3 separate regions of the Sus scrofa genome follow, and regions 1 and 2 are each linked to region 3. Evidence: chromatin contacts called from public Hi-C and promoter capture Hi-C data. All regions are on one chromosome and are shown on one strand. Each heading gives the region's core, a stretch centred on a gene start, on an enhancer-like site or on the middle of the called end of the contact. The rest is flanking DNA. Distances are from core to core; before and after follow the strand shown.

What was found. Promoter capture Hi-C pulls out the DNA fragments that hold promoters and counts their contacts. Hi-C and Micro-C count contacts between places; a contact is called where the count stands out from the background.
Region 1: a contact with region 3 is called in a promoter capture Hi-C map of fetal liver, with 4 times the contacts expected there. The contact joins the promoter of ZNFX1 here to the promoter of CSE1L in region 3. A contact is called at or near these places in 2 of 5 promoter capture datasets (fetal liver and liver) and 1 of 2 datasets of contacts at active chromatin or transcription factors (alveolar macrophages).
Region 2: a contact with region 3 is called in a Hi-C map of epiblast stem cells, with 2.3 times the contacts expected there. The contact joins the promoter of DDX27 here to the promoter of CSE1L in region 3. A contact is called at or near these places in 1 of 5 promoter capture datasets (liver), 1 of 47 Hi-C or Micro-C datasets (epiblast stem cells) and 1 of 2 datasets of contacts at active chromatin or transcription factors (alveolar macrophages).

What each region holds. Positions count from the first base shown.
Region 1 is chr17:50,957,372-50,960,071 of Sscrofa11.1, forward strand. It overlaps ZNFX1 (NFX1-type zinc finger-containing protein 1), which reads right to left and starts at 1,351. Exons shown (of 14, transcript XM_021077518.1): 1 at 895-1,351. LOC100627868 (a long non-coding RNA gene) reads left to right here and starts at 1,470. Exons shown (of 5, transcript XR_300503.3): 1 at 1,470-1,618; 2 at 1,944-2,053. It overlaps LOC106506050 (a long non-coding RNA gene), which reads right to left. Exons shown (of 3, transcript XR_002339902.1): 3 at 2,030-2,121.
Region 2 is chr17:50,901,884-50,904,583 of Sscrofa11.1, forward strand. It overlaps DDX27 (probable ATP-dependent RNA helicase DDX27), which reads left to right and starts at 1,364. Exons shown (of 21, transcript XM_021077494.1): 1 at 1,364-1,528; 2 at 2,045-2,191. The coding sequence starts at 1,436. It overlaps STAU1 (double-stranded RNA-binding protein Staufen homolog 1), which reads right to left and starts at 1,272. Exons shown (of 13, transcript XR_002339895.1): 1 at 1,141-1,272.
Region 3 is chr17:50,743,529-50,746,228 of Sscrofa11.1, forward strand. CSE1L (chromosome segregation 1 like) reads left to right here and starts at 1,428. Exons shown (of 25, transcript NM_001243215.1): 1 at 1,428-1,519.

The sequences.
Region 1 (2,700 bases), core at 101-2,600, 210 kb after region 3:
TGCTTTGGGAATCAAGGCCTAAATGAGCAGGATGAAGAAAATCAGTGATGGTCAGGCTGGCAGAGGAGTTAAATTAGAGAGGAATGTTAATCACCAGGGTGAGATGAAAGAGGTTAGAGCTGGGTTTCAGGGGGAAGTCTCCAGGGTCCTGAGAGAGTCTAAGAAAAAATGGAGGAGTCTCTGGCACCCAGGAGCCCAGTAGGTCCTGATAATGATATTTTAGGGTCAAGGGAGAGCCAGGGCTGTGTGGGGACATGAAGAAGGTGCCAAGGCAAGGCTGAAGAGGAGAGCGGCAGAGAGGTGGGGGAGAGTGGAGGAGATCTGGGGGCCTCAAGAAAAGTGTGGGGCTGAACTCAACTAGGGGTTGCTTGCTGAAGTGAGGGGGGACCTGGAAATAGGGATGGGAGCGGAGGGTGCTTCTAGAAGATGGGGGATGAGGGATGAATGAGGCGACGGGAGGATGAAGGAAGACGAAGAGGGTGCTGTGACAAAAAGTGAGAGCCGAGATGGGGGGAACAGAAAAACTAGATGAAGAGAGCGGAGGAGGGCTCTGGGGGCAGAGGAGGTGAAGGGGGCGCTGCGGGGGTACCAGGGGTGCCGAGGCGGGACAGAGACGGGTGATGGAGGCGATGGGCAATGAGGAGGGGATGGGGTGCTGAGGGGCGCTGAGGACAGGGGACAGGTACTCAAGTGGATAGAGGGGACGCTGAGAAGTGATGAGGGCTGAGAGGGGGTGACGGGTGCCGAAGAGGGTGATGGGGACGCGGGGGCTGAGGCGGCGGCGGGAGCGCTGAGGCGGGCGCCAGGGCAAAAGTGGCGACAGTGGCAGGGTGGCGCGGCCGCCGGGGACCCGGAGCAAGTGTGGGGCCAGGGCTCGGGGCAGGGGTCACTCACCCAGCTCCGATACGTCCGCACTCCACCACTGCCGCCGCGGACTGGCGCTCGGACTCGGGCCCTGGATGGTCCGCGGCCCCGCCCGGAGCCTCGCACTTTCGGTTTCCTTTCTCCCCAGACACTCGGCGGAGCTGGGGGCCGGCCCGGAGGAGGAACACGAGAAGGAGGGGCCCTGGCCCTGGCCCAGCCGGCGCCCCCGCCCTCAGGCGGGGCAGGGGCAGGCAGACGCTCGGGCGTCGCCTCAGCTCCCCCAGGCGGCGGGGCCCGTGGGCTCCGCCGGGAGCCGCTGAGGGGAGGGGACTGCAGGAGGCGGGTTAACAGCAACCAAGGCCGTCGCAAGCCTCAACGGTCCCAGAAGGAGGGGGGAGCCGGCGGACGGCTTGTTGCGTGTGAAGCGCGACATGGCGGCGAGGCCGACCAGCCCGAGTGGCCTCGTGTATGCAGAGAAGGGGCGGGGCTAGAGCGGTCTCGACCTCCAGTAGACTTGCCTCCGGCAGGGCCGCGCGGAGACTACATTTCCCAGAGGGTGCTGCGCGTCGCGGAAAGGAGGGGGAGGAAGCACTTTGACTCCAGTGCGCAGGCGTGAGAGTCTCCTCAGGCTATTTAAGCGAGGCTCGAGTGTTTCGCGTTCTTTCGCTTCTGCGGCGCTCGTCGGAACCTTTGTCTCTCTGTTCCTCTTCTGATGGCGTTCTACCCTGGGAACGTGGGTGTGCTACTCCATGTGGTGAGTGAGATAAAGGTATCTTTGTCTTTGTGTGGTTGCTTTTGCCGTCCTCTTCTTGGGTCCCCCTTGTTTTGATATAGGTCATAGGCCCACTAAGGGAGATAAATTAAAGCTGGAGAAACTCGCTCCATGTGCTCGGGCCTGTGGGTGGAGCCCGTGGCTGGTGTAAATGATGACTTTACTTTTTTCCCCATCAGATCGACAATGCTGATGTTTTTGAGTACTTGCCAGTTAATTCTGATACACTAGCCACAAAAGGCCCTGCCACGTTCTTTTTTTCCTAACTCTGGAAAGATGGCGATTGATGACCTTGCTTTGTTCGCAGGTTTGCATGATCAGAGACTGCAGGATGGATCTCGGAGAAGACGACTCCTGCTGGGCCTCTAAGGCAACCATGTATAGACATCCACAATCTTCAGTCTCCTGATCTCTGGGGTAAGCGTTTGTATTTTGGCCCGTTGTAGGAAATGCGTGTTTTAAAGAACTTTAGTTTGATAGATGACCTTGGAGAGAAAAAGGGAAGTTAAGGACAGCAAATAAGCACAAAGGTGGAGGTTACCTACGTGGGGTCCAGAAGGATGTGGTTTTGTCCTATTGGCCTTACCCAGTTACCTATGTCATCAGTCCTCGCCATGGTTTTTTTGCCCTTTTCTTCCTGCAAGATTAAGTCACCATTCCTCACATCCCTTTGCTATCAGTTGAGGAGTGGGTTAAAGATTCATGTCCAGGAGTTCCCGTCGTGGCGCAGTGGTTAACGAATCCGACTAGGAACCATGAGGTTGCGGGTTCGGTCCCTGCCCTTGCTCAGTGGGTTAATGATCTGGCGTTGCCGTGAGCTGTGGTGTAGGTTGCAGACACGGCTCGGATCCCGCGTTGCTGTGGCTCTGGCGTAGGCCGGTGGCTACAGCTCCGATTCAACCCCTAGCCTGGGAACCTCCATATGCCGCGGGAGCGGCCCAAGAAATAGCAACAACAACAACAGACAAAAAGACAAAAGACAAAAAAAAAAAAAGATTCATGTCCAGCTAGGCGTAGGTATACTCCCTATAGTAGACAAGGCCTTTGGGGATGTTAATCCCTGG
Region 2 (2,700 bases), core at 114-2,613, 160 kb after region 3:
TGGGTTCATTATCGCTGAGCTGCAACGGGAACTCCCCAAGTGTTTATTGACGGATGAATGGATAAACAAAATGTGGTATATCCATGCAACAGAACATTAATCAGCCATAATGAATTTCTGACACATACAACATGGATGAACTTTGAAAACACTATGCTAAGTATAAGCCAGACACAAAAGGACATATACTGTAAAATTCAGCTGACATGAAATATCTAGAACAGGCAAATCCATAGAGACGGAAAGTAAGTTAGGGGTTACCAAGGAATGGGGAGAAAGAAGAATGGGGAGTTATTGCTTAATAGTTAACAGGGTTTCTGCTTGCACTCATGAAAAAGTTTTGGAAACATACAGCAGTGATGGTTGCGCAACATTGTGAATGTAGTTAATGACAATGAACTGCATGCTTAAAAATAGTTAAAATGGCACACACACACACAAAATCAACTTAATCTACTTGTGTGGCACAAACTGCAACTCAGTTGCAAAAAGGAAGTACTGACATGGAAGGAGCTAACAGCTATGAAGGAAGATGGGTAGACCAGGAAGACTTCATGTAGGAGGTGGTGTTTAGGGAACTTTAAGAATCTGTTTTTCCACAAGGAGAAAAGAGAGGAAAAGTTCCTGATAAGCTGTGAGACCTACTTTCCTAAGGACTCTGGAGCCATGGTCTCAGTTATCATCTTGGCTCTGTAATTAACTGGCTCTGGGACCTTGGGAACCTTTCTGTGCCTCACTTTCTTCATCTATAAAATGATGAGAGTACTGATACTTTCTGCTAGGACTGCGTGAGAATTAAATCAGTTAATATATCGGGAGTTCCCTGGTGGTACAGCAGTCAGGACTCAGAGCTTCACTGCTACTGGTCTGCGAACTGAGATCCCACATCAAGCCGCTGCACGCTGCAGCCAACAACAAAAGCATTTTGCAACACCTGGCGCAGAGTAAATGTTATATAAGCATTAGTTATTTTTACTTTTGTCTTTTTTTGTTCTTATGAAAATAAATGTTCATTGTGGAAAAATCTAAGACAAAAATAAAAATAACATAATTACCACTCAGAGACAACCTCTACCAAACATTTATTGTATTTTCTTCCACAATTTTATGGGCATAAATATACGGAGCTTATCCACGCACCTCTTTAAACTTTCTTCTCCGCACCACCTGCACTCTTCCGACTGTCCCAGCGTTTTGGGAGCGCCAAAATAATGGAATTTGTATAAAAACAACCCCGCCCCTTGATTTCGTCACACGAAACAACGCCGCAGGTTGCCGCAGGCGCACTGCAAGCCTTCAGGAAAGCAGGCGCTGCGGGGACGGCCTCCAAACGGAAGTGACGTAAGGACACGCGCGGTGACGATGCGGAAGTCGCGGAAATTTGAGAGCCAGACAACGCGCCGGGCCGGCTTCCGGAAGTGGCTGTTTCGGCAACATGCTTGCGGAGCTGGGTTTAATCGGGACGATAGGCGAAGATGACGAGGTGCCAGTGGAGCCAGAGACGGACTCCGAAGACGAGGAGGAGGAGGTATGAGCCGATCGAGGTGGGAGGGCGGTGGCGTGCATTCGGTGTCCTTGACTGCTTCCCTTCCCTGTGATGCCTCAAGTCACTGCCCCCGAGTCCTCAGCATCTCCTGCCAAGCCGGCAGGTGTCCCTTGGTCTCACCTGAATCCCCAGATTTTCCTGTTTGCTTGCTACTAGCTCTTCCTCGCCTCTAAGCTTGTGCCCCTGCCATTCCGTGTGCCTTGTTAAACTCAGTAGCCATTCACTGAATAATCCAGACACTGTATGTCATTGGAATGAAGCTTATTAATTGTGCTGTCCAAATTTGCTACGTGCTTATTCATTTTTTGTCTGCTTGATCTATCCGTTGCTGAGCTGTGTTAAAATCTCCCATGAAAATGGTAGCTTCATCTGTTTCTTGTCACCTGTCAGTTTCTGCCTTGTATATTTCTGTTCCCTTATTGGGTACCCGCCTTTCCTTCTTTTTCTAGTGTTCTTTGTTCTTGGTCCCATAGTCATCCTGCTTTTCCCTCTTCCCAGGGGCCCATTGTGCTGGGTAGAAAGCAGAAAGCCTTGCAGAAGAATCGCAGTGCTGATTTCAACCCCGACTTTGTTTTCACTGAGAAGGAGGGGATGTATGATGGCAGCTGGGCCATGGCTGATGTCATGAGCCAGCTCAAGAAGAAGGTGAGACTTGAGTTCCCACTGTGGTGCATGGGTTAATGATCTGGCTTGTCTCTGGCGGTGCTGGTGATCCCTGCCTGGTGCAGTGGTTAATGGATCTGGCCTTGCTGCACGTGAGGCATACATACATAGGTCGCTGCCATAGCTGTAGCTCGGATTCAGTCCCTGGCCTGGGAATTTCCATATGTTGAGGGTGAAGCCATAAAAAGAAAAACAAGAAGTGATAGGCAGTTCTAGGCCATGGGCTGTTAAGGTTGGACAGTGGGTTTCAGAGTCCATTGGTTTAAGAATATTCAATATAACTCATAAATCGCTTGACTTAGGAGTTCCCATCGTGGCGCAGTGAATACAAATCCGACTAGGAACCATGAGGTTGCGGGTTCAATCCCTGGCCTTTCTCAGTGGGTTGACGACCCGGCATTGCTGTGAGCTGTGGTGTAGGTCGCAGATGCGGCTTGGATCTGGCATTGCTGTGGCTCTGGCATAGGCCAGCAGCTACAGCTCTGATTAGA
Region 3 (2,700 bases), core at 178-2,677:
AGAGTCCAAACATAGGCTTAGGAGGCCTACATCATCTGGCCCCTGCTGACCTAACTCTGTCTCCTGCCATGGCTCCACTTTTTTTTAAGCCCCAGCCTAGCCCAGTTCTGCCTCAGTCTTTGCTATTGGCATCCCCTCCTTCTAGAATGCTCTGCAGGCTGATCCACAGCTTGTTTCCTTGTTGAAATTCAGGTCAATTGTCATTTGTTCAGAGGTCTCCTCTGGCTATCCCATTGCCCTTCCATGTCACCGCCTCCCATATCAATCTGTTTTTAAATCCTCCTTTCAGAGCACTAATCAAATTTGAAATGATCTTTGTTTTTTGGCCGTGCTTGGGGCATGCAGAAGTTCCCGAGCCACAGTAGTGGCCCTTAACCGCTAAGCAACCAGGGAACTCCAGAATTATCTTACTTGCTGATTCCATTTCTCCCTCTAAAACATAAGCTCTATGAGGGGGCAGAAAGTTCTCTTTCTGTCTAAGACGCTTTGAATATGACCTTGGGCAATTTGTTCAACAATTATATGAGACCTACTGATAGGGATGGAGTAGGTACAGGTAGTTGTAGAAGTCCGGATAAAGGACCATAGTTAAAGAGGGAAACTTAGGGTACATTGGGAGATAAGTGTAAGTTAATAACTGACCAAGAAAGCCATCAGCACAAGGCAGGCTTGCTTGATTAGTGGAGGCGTGAGAATTGCCTCAGGTCGTTGGATGAGGGATGGGTTTAGGCCTGCATTCAGATTCAGACCAAGAGCAGGAGTTTGAGGACCACCCTTCTGCTGATTTGAATACACACCTTACTGGATACTAAGGAGGGGCTACTACTCCCAGACAGGAAGACGTGGGCTTTTCCAACCTCCACTCCCCTTGGATGATAAAACTATAGTCCACCGGATCCTCAGGGGCAGAGGTTCCGTGCCTGCCCGCTTGCACCTCTCACAAGCTTCCTGTCTTAATAAATCTACTTCTTGCCTGTCACTTTGTCTCTCCCTGAATTTCTTCTGCGAGGAGGTATGAAGAACCTCAGTAAGTACAGACACAGGGTGAGTGATTCTAATTTAAAACTGTGGGTTTTAAGTCCCAATCTGGGTTTAGGCTGGGTTTGAGTCCTGACACTTGGGTTCAAGTCCCAGTTCGTTCTGGCTAGGTTCAGGCCGTTAGTACTGTCAGTTTCACTGCTAGGTGCCTGATATCAAAAATGGTCACTCGCAGAATCTGCTCAGTTCCGAATGGGGATTGTGATGCCCCTTAGAGCGGTCAGAGCCAAAGAGCATTGTCCACTATGACGTCAGCAAACCCAGAGCGGGGCAGAGATTGGCCTTTCCAGCCTGGGTGGGGCCGGGAGCGCTTGGCCCCGCCCCCTGCCTCGGCCCTGCTCACGCATGCGCCCCGGCCGCAGCCTCGCTGCCGCGCCATTTTGCCGGGGTTTGAATGTGAGGTGGAGCGGCAGTAGGAGTGGGTAGTGCTGGCTGCCGTCCGCGGCTGAGATTCCCTTCTCCGTTCCCGTATCCCCACGAGGTAAGGCGCGGGCGTGCACGGCCTGGCACGGTGGCCTCTTGGGAACCGGCTGAGGGAGGAATGAGGTGCTCCCAGCACTTCCGAACGCTGGGTAGTAAGGACCGCACCTCCTGGAGAGAGCAGGATATAGGCCTCTGTCCCGGGCGGCACCCTCGGGTAAGGTTTTTGCATCTGCCGAACGGTCTCCCATCCCCTCGTGGCGTTCCAGGTCTGAGGCCCAGGCTCGGCGGTACCCGGGCCTGCGAGGGGCCAGGGCAACCCAGGCGCGACCTACCGCGAGCGTATCCAGTGCCCGCCCCTTCCCCTCCAGCGCTGCGCTGATTGGCCACGCCGCTCGGGAAGTCCGCCTCTCATTGGTTGCGCCTGCGTGTCCATTCTCAGCGCTCCCGGCCACCCCGCAACGTGAGCGGAGTGCGGCGGCAAGGCCTGTGCGGCTGCTGGGCTGGAGTGCTGGCCTCCGCCCTGACCGCCTCTTCCTCTGTTCTCACTTTCTGATTAAGGAGGCGGTGGAGCTCCACCTCCCTGTGCCTCAGTCTCCATGACTGTAAAATAGGCATCGTGATCTCACTTTGCTGAGTTGCTCGTGAGGATTAGATTGTAGTGGGTGCACCGGGGTTCTGAGCACCTGCCCTGTAACGTGGGGTCCGCCTCTTGAGGAAAAGCGATCGTGTGGTAGTTCGGAGCGTGGAATTCAGCTTTGGAATGAGAAAGCCTGGGTTCGTTCCAGATTTAGCTTCACCCCAGGAATGTAACTTAGAGCCAGTCACTTCATCTCTCCAAGTCTCCACTTTATCTACAAAGTGGGGTTGAAAACATCCACCTCGTAAAGTGACTGCGAGGATCCACTGAGTATTACCGCAGTTTACAAAGTCCCGTCTGAAGTGCCGTTTCGTTGTCCGCCTCTTCCACCCATCTCTTCTGAAGTAGTATTCACTGAAGCAGTACTGCTGACCTTTGTTTTTTTTAAATGTTGCAAGCTCATGTCCTCCGTAAAGCGTTTGGACGTGCCTTTTGTTTGTTCGAAAAGTACCAACATCAGGTCTTTGCAAGGCTGCTTCCCTGTCCTTCATATTTCCCTCACCTTAGGCCTTCTTTGACCAACCTCTCAAAGGGTCTCTTTCCTTCAGCTCTTTTATCACATCATCCTAGTTTTACTTCGTAAATCACTTACGTAGAATCAC